2 separate regions of the Callithrix jacchus genome follow, and region 1 is linked to region 2. Evidence: chromatin contacts called from public Hi-C data. All regions are on one chromosome and are shown on one strand. Each heading gives the region's core, a stretch centred on a gene start, on an enhancer-like site or on the middle of the called end of the contact. The rest is flanking DNA. Distances are from core to core; before and after follow the strand shown. Region 1 has its middle 53 kb from the start of PTPN1. Region 2 has its middle 160 kb from the start of CEBPB.

Region 1 (3,559 bases), core at 508-3,007, 110 kb before region 2:
CGGGAGTTTGAGACCAGTCTGACCAACATGGAGAAACCCCATGTCTACTAAAAATACAAAATTAGCCAGGTGTGGTGGCACATGCCTGTAATCCCAGCTACTTGGGAGGCTGAGGCAGGAGGATCACTTGAACCTGGGAGGTGGAGGTTGCGGTGAGCTGAGATCGCAACATTACACTCCAGCCTGAGTGACAGAGCAAGACTCTGTCTCAAAAAAAAAAAAAAAAAATCATACTTTGAATTTTAATCTTTTCTCAGGCTAGCGATATGGAGTATAATAATTTTACATGAAATATTGGACACTTTATTATAAAAGAGGCTTTATGTTAAATAATTTTGCCCAATGTGGGCGAGTGTAAAGGTTTCAAGCACCTTTAAGGCAGGCGAGGTGAGGCTATGCTGATGTTCAGTGGGTTAGGTGTGCCACATGCACTTTGGACTTAATGATATTTTCAACTTACAGTGGGTTTACCAGGCTGTAGCCCTATTCCGAGTTGAGGAGCATCTGAATTACCTAAGCCTTTCCCCTCATTGCTCATTTTCTTTCTTTTTCTTTTCTTTTTTTTTTTAGAGATGGGGTTTCACCATTTTGGCCGAGCTGGTCTTGAACTCCTGACCTTGTGATCCACCCACCTCGGCCTCCCAAAGTGCTGGGATTACAGGCGTGAGCCACTGCGCCCGGCCATTGCTCATTTTCATAAACATATTTGAAAGGCGGCACTGATTCAGTGTGCAAATGTAAAGTGAGCACCTGCTATGTTGTGTGAGAGAGAGAAGGTGTGATGGCACAGCCAACATTTACTGAGTGCGAACTCTGCACCAGAGGCCATTCTAAGTACTTGTATTAGATTGCTGCTTCCTCACAACCACCCTCTGAGGTAGGTGCCATCACTATGCCCTTTTTCCAGTTGGGAAAACTGAGGCCCAACGTTGCACAGCTAAGAGGTGGAGCTAGCTTTCAAATCCAGCAGGGTCAGCCACAGAGCTGGGTTCTGGCCATGCTGAGCTATCATGGGCCACCAGGAAACAAGTGACCCCAATCCAGAGTGACTGAAGCAGGGACGAGGAATGTACAGGAGCCTGTGACAGCCCCAAGACCATCCAGGGGCATCAAAGAAGCCTTCCTGGAGGAGGAGGTGACATCTCAGCTGAGAGCCTGAAGGTTGAGTGGGAGCTGGGAGCTGAGGGTGCTGCCAGCAGAGGGAGCAGCTATGCAGGGACCCCAGGTAGACATGGGTACCATGTGTTGCTAAGCTAGCACCTTTGGCCCTGCTGGTAGAGGTGGGCAGGGAGGCTCATGCAGAGGCCATGGGTCTCAGGAGCCCTGAGAAACCCTGGGAGGCCTCAAAGAGTTTTAAGCTGGGCCGAGGCATGACTGGGAGGTTCTCCCTCCAGGCTGAGCGGTGCCCCTACTCTACCCCAGCAGCCTGGCTGTTCCCCACTGTGACCCCTGGCACCCTGGGCAGTTCTTTTCTGTTTATCTTCTCTCTGCCCTCCTCGACCGAAGAAAGTTCTAGAGGGTGGGAATCCAAACTGATTTGTTCACTTCTGTGGCCTAGATCAGTGCAGGGCAGGTACAGTTCCCGGCCTGAGATGACTGGCATCACTGGGTGACACTGTGGAGACGGTGCCAGTGCTGTCTGCCCCGGCCTTGGGGACAGGAACCCTCCTGTGACCCTTGGCTCCTAGGGGCTCCACAGGATGTGTCTTCGGGTTTGCCAGGACTTTGCTCCAACCTGCCTGTGGCCTCCTGTTTGGTTGAGGAGAGGCCCAGTGGAGTAGGTCTGTGTAGAGCCAGCTTCCCACTGCCTTCCGGTTCCCAAATCCTGGGGAGCCCAGCAAAATTCAGCTTCCTCCTCCAGCCACACCGCCTGTCCCCACAGCTGGAGACAGGAGAGGCTTAGGGCCGTGGCCCCTCCTGTGCTGGGCTGAGGGCCCCAGGGTCACTGTTTACCCCAGGCCCCCTCAGCCAAGCCTATCTTATCAGCTCAAACACTTCAGAGTTCCAGGCCAAGAAGCCAAAGTCAACTTTGAAAAAGTCTTTAAAAGGCCAAAACACAAGCAGCAGCAAGGGTGGGGCGGGCGGAGGGGGTGAAGATGAGGTTGGGGAGAGTAAGCTCTGGGGCCACTTTACCAGACTCAAAAGGACTCAGTGATTTTCCTGGGCCAAAAGGTGCTGGCAAGGACCATCACTGCAGTGCTGTCTGCAGACACGAAAGCCTGGAGCTGTCTGAGGCGTCCATCGGTGGGGGAACGGAAAATAAAGACGGTATTCTATAGCTTTTAAAAAGAATGACTGTAGTCACAGCCCCTCGGGAGGTTGAGGTGGGAGGATTGCTTGAACCCCGGAGTTAGAGGCTGCAGTGATCCAAGATCGTGCCACTGCACTCCAGCCTGCATGACAGAGCAAGATCTGTCACCTGATTCTGATCACCTGAGATCAGGAGTTTGAGACCAGCCTGGCCAACACGGTGAAACCCAGTTTCTACTAAAAGCACAAAAATTAGCCAGGTGTGGTGGTGGACAGCTACTTGGAGGCTGAGGCAGGGGAATTGCTTGAACCCAGGAGGCAGAGGTTGCAGTGAGCCGAGATTGTGCCACTGCACTCCAGCCTGGGTGACAAGAGCTAAACTTCATCTCAAAAGAAGAGAGAGAGAGAGAGAGAGACAGAGAGAGAGAGAGAGAGAGAGAGAGAGAGAGAGAGACAGAGAGAGAGAGAGAGAGAGAGAGAGAGAGAGAGAGAGAGACCAGTTACCCTCTGAGCTCTTGATACATCCACCTTTCTGTACAACTAAAACACACACATACGATGTGAGATATGGAAACAGCTCCAAGATCAATTATAAAGAAGAGAAAAGAAAAAGCAAAGATATAAAGCAGCGTATAACTAGACCCTTTCTGTGTAAACAGGAAAGGTGAGGAAATAGCCCCGCATGACGGCTTCCGCACGGAGCATTTCCGGAAGCATTTACTACGTACCTGGAAACATGAACTGGCTCTAGGGCAGGAGTCAGAGGGAGACAGACTCCTCCTTCTACGCTCTTTGTACCTTTTGACCATCTTAAAACCATGTTGGCTGGCGCGGTGGCTCACACCTGTAATCCAAGCACTTTGGGAGGCCGGGACTCGTGGATTACCTGAGGTCAGGAGTTTGAGACCAGCCTAACCAACATTGTGAAACCCCATCTCTACTAAAAATACGAAAATTACCAGGGCACGGTGGCACATGCCTGGAATCCCAGCTACTCGGGAAGCTGAGGCAGAAGAATCTCTTGATCCTGGAAGGCAGAGGTTGCAGTGAGCAGAGATCATACCACTGCACTCCAGCCTGGGCAACAGAGTGAGACTCCATTTCAAAAAAATGTTAATATAATATAGAAATAAATAAAGTAATAAGAATATTAGTGATCTTGTTCCAGCCAAATGGCCAATAACAAAAGTTGCAAGTAGCAAAATGTGGAGGTGGGGGCAGGTGATCACAAAAGGTACGGTGACTTTCAGTGTAGATGACATTGTGGAAGGTGCAGCTCACGAAACATCTTGGGCCTATCTAGATTCTT
Region 2 (3,586 bases), core at 681-3,180:
GTGTGGGGGCACCGTGACTGGCTTAGAGCGACGGGAATCAGTCCCGCGTGGCATGGCTGAGGCCCATCTTCCTGGAGCCCATGGGAGGGGCGGGGGCAGGGTGTTCTTGTGCAAAATGAGCAAAATCGGTTCTGTTAGGAAGGAGGAAGTGGGGGGAGGGCTGGAACGGGAATAGCTCCTTGCCACTCTCAGCAAATCTGCTTTTGGCTGTCGGGATCTACTGAACTGCCTCCGTTTCTGGGCTGTTTTGAACTGACTCTTCCGCTTTCTCCTACATTCTGTAAGCTCATTCATGTTCCTCTAATCAATTTCCTTTCTGCTTAAGTTAGCCAAATCTGGATCTCACGGAGGCACCAAATTTCCTAAGTGATCCTCTTCAGCATCATCGTCACTGAAGCATCTTTGCTGGTATTTATTGAGCACTTGCTATAAATAGCAAGGTCCAGTGAGAAGCACCTTACTTACGGCAGAGATTCTCAACCAGGGGGTGATTTTGCCCCGGAGAGAACGTTTGGCAATGTCTGGAGGTATGTGTGACTGTCACAACTCAGGGCAGGGGGCGCTGCTGGCATCTAGCAGGTATCGAGGCCAGGGATGCTGCTAAGGGACACCATCACAACCAGGACAGCCCACACCTAGGAGTTATTTGGCACCAAATGTCAGTAGAACAGAGACTGAGACTCCTAACCAATCCTGGGGTATTTCACAAAGAAGCAGCCAGTCCGGAATGCCCACAGGGCCCAGATTGAGAACCCTTGCCTTGCACAGTTAGGTAGTGAATGACCAGAAGCACCTGCCGTGTGCCTGTCCATGCTGAACAGTAGAGGGGCTGAGGGCCCAGCCTTAGCCCCTGGGAACTCGAGCCCATTTTAATCCTTTAGGTTATTCCACTTTCTCTCTTCCTTGTTCCAAAAGGAGCTTGAGGCAGCCAGAACCAGTGATCGTTGATCATATTGCCCATGAGTGAGAAAAGAAACTAGTGACACCTGAGCTCCATTGAGGAAGAAATGCCTCCTCCAGCTCTGGATATTCGAAGGGGCTCCCCATAAGACAATTTCGCATGGGGCCATGATAGTGTGGACAGTAAGATGGTGAGAGGTATATTCAGAAGGGTCAGGCATTTGTCAGGATTTCTTGTAGCTGCAGGCAATGGAAACCCAATCCAAGGTGGGTTTTAAAAAGGGAGAATGAGAGAGCCAGTCCTGCTTCAGATACAGCTGGATCCAGGAGCCCTGATGATGATTTTTGTCAGGGGGCTGTCTGTGCGTCTTGGCTCTGCTTTGCCCCATGTCACTGGCATTCTCAGGTGGTCTCTCCTCTCAGGGCCTTGGCTGCTCCAAGCTGACATCCTACAGTGAGCTCAGCCACCTCAAGGCGGCAATGTCTTTTCTATTTCAAAGTCACGGGATTAATCTCTTGGCCCTGATGGGATCATGTGCTCACCCCTGAACCAATCCCTGTGGTGAGGGGCCTGGGGTTTTCTGATTGGCCAGGCCTGCAGCCCTGAGTCATCCCTGGGGACGGATGGGGTCAACCTCCCTGATTCACGAAACCAAGGGGGTGGAGGCACCATAGGGAAAACTCAACATGGTTTCCAGAAGGAGGGGGACATGTGCTGGGTGGCCCGAGACGCACGCAAATGCAGCATTCTCACCAACTCAGCCAACAAACCTAACCAGGACCTGCTTTGAGGCTGGCACCAAGCCCAGAAATGAAGCTGGCACCTTCCTGCCCTCTGAGAGGAAGGGAAGATATAAATAAGTGTAACTCAAAGCACTGTGTGATGTGTCCCAAAAGAAAGAAGCAAATAAAAGGCTACAGACACAAGAGGTGGGCTGAGAAAGGGCTCTGGGCTGGCAGGAAAGGCTTGAGCAGGAGTAAGGAGGGGGAGGCCAGGGTGTGTTTGAAAAACCAGGGGTCATCCTAGTGGCTGGCTATGTGGGGAACGAGGCTCCAGAGGGCAGTCAGGGTAGACAGAGCAGGACCAGGCTCACCCAGCCGGGACATTTGGACTTTCGGCAGCTCACGGCGGGGAGCCACTGATGGTTTTAGAGCAGAGCAGAAGCAGGATCTGGAGTTGTGCTTTCTGAAGATGAACTCAGCAGTTGTAGAAGGGGAAGTGCTGGGACAGGGAGAGACTGAGAAGGACAATCGAGCAGCTGTCACAACTGTCCCAGGACAGGTACTGGGTATCAGAACCAGGGTAAAGATAGGGCAGATGTCTTTTCATTGTACCCGAGGGCTGGGCACATAGTAGGTGCTCAATAAATGTGGGGTAGAGAGAGGAATGGGAGAAGGGGCCTGAACCCTGGCAGCTGCAGGAGGGGAGGGCCGATACCAAGGTTATCCAGTTATGCTGAGCAAAGCCTCCACACCACCATGGGTCCTCGAGGAAGCCATGGCCACCCTGGCCAGCCCCCCCAGCCTGCTTCTCCTGTGCAGCCTCTGGCAACCACAGCATGCCCCAGCCAGGGATGGGAGTCTGGGAGAAAAGCAGGAAGGAAGTGAGAGGTCAGAACAGGTTGTCTCTGCCTGGGCATGGACTCCCCCTGCAGCTCCTGACTCTTCTCAGGAAACCAGGATGCCAGGTGCCAATGGGTGCCCAGAAGCAATGACCAGGCAGCTGGACACAATGCCTTCAAAGGTCAGCACACCACTGGATGGTCTCTGAGGCCTAGGCCCCTCCTCTCATTCTTTCTTAGAAAGAATTATACTCAGGAAGCTGCTTTCTCAACAGACCCGCTGGGCTTCCTAAATATTCACCAACAACTCATTGGCAGGACATTTTTGCCAGAGCTGCCAACTGGACTTACCGACAGAGGCACTGGGCTATGGGGCAGTGGGTGGTCAGGGGAAATATACAGGGGGAAAGTCCTGAGAGAGCAGAGACCATTGAGCCTCTGGCTCAACTGTGGTCAGGTGGGTGAAACCAAGTCCCTATCCCTCATGAGGCATGAAACCACCAGCTCATAGCACCTGCCGGCCTCCGTATTTTCAGAGACCAAAGGTCAGAGATGTCTGGCCCAGAGTGGGCTGCGCAGATCCTGAAGGCAAGAAGGACGTGCAGAAAAGGGGATGGGACCCCCCACGCCTAATCGGGATTGACTGGGCTTTCATGCTTACAAATGCCCACTCCCCACTTAATGACAAGAGCAAACACCTCTACCCCACCCACTATGCACCAGACCATGTTCCCATATGTCACATGTGTTACCTGGTTCCTGCAGTAAAAACGTGCTGAGCAGCAGCTGTGTGCAGGATCCTGTTCTAGACACTACTCACGAACAAAATACCCAAAAGGCCATGGGATTGACACTCCAGGGTCATCGGAAGTAAACACAGGGTGTACTATGCTAGAAGGTGATGAGTGTTTTGGAGAAAAATAAAGCGCAGCTGGGAGATGTGGCTGCCACAGTGGGACCCAGTGGCACAGCACTTTGGAGGTAATGATGACCAACCACTCCTGTTTGGCAAATGAGGACGCTGGGGCATAGAGAGGCTAAGTGACTTGCCCAAGGTCGCAGAGCTACCGAGGCAGGATTCGAACTCGAGTCATCTGGCTCCTGAGTCCTGGCTCCTGATAAGG

Evidence for each region. Hi-C and Micro-C count contacts between places; a contact is called where the count stands out from the background.
Region 1: a Hi-C map of induced pluripotent stem cells shows a contact between it and region 2, with 3 times the contacts expected there. The contact joins two enhancer-like sites. A contact is called at or near these places in 2 of 3 Hi-C or Micro-C datasets (induced pluripotent stem cells and skeletal muscle).

Annotation. Positions count from the first base shown.
Region 1 is chr5:45,993,424-45,996,982 of calJac240_pri, reverse strand. No RefSeq gene overlaps it. Among named protein-coding and RNA genes, the nearest start is that of PTPN1, 53 kb to the left of the region's middle. Within about 2 kb of position 1,757, at least 6 of the 16 cell types and tissues checked have an H3K27ac peak or open chromatin away from gene starts, as enhancers often do. A contact at or near this core is called in skeletal muscle, where this site is marked.
Region 2 is chr5:45,883,600-45,887,185 of calJac240_pri, reverse strand. No RefSeq gene overlaps it. Among named protein-coding and RNA genes, the nearest start is that of CEBPB, 160 kb to the right of the region's middle. Within about 2 kb of position 1,930, at least 2 of the 16 cell types and tissues checked have an H3K27ac peak or open chromatin away from gene starts, as enhancers often do. A contact at or near this core is called in skeletal muscle, where this site is marked.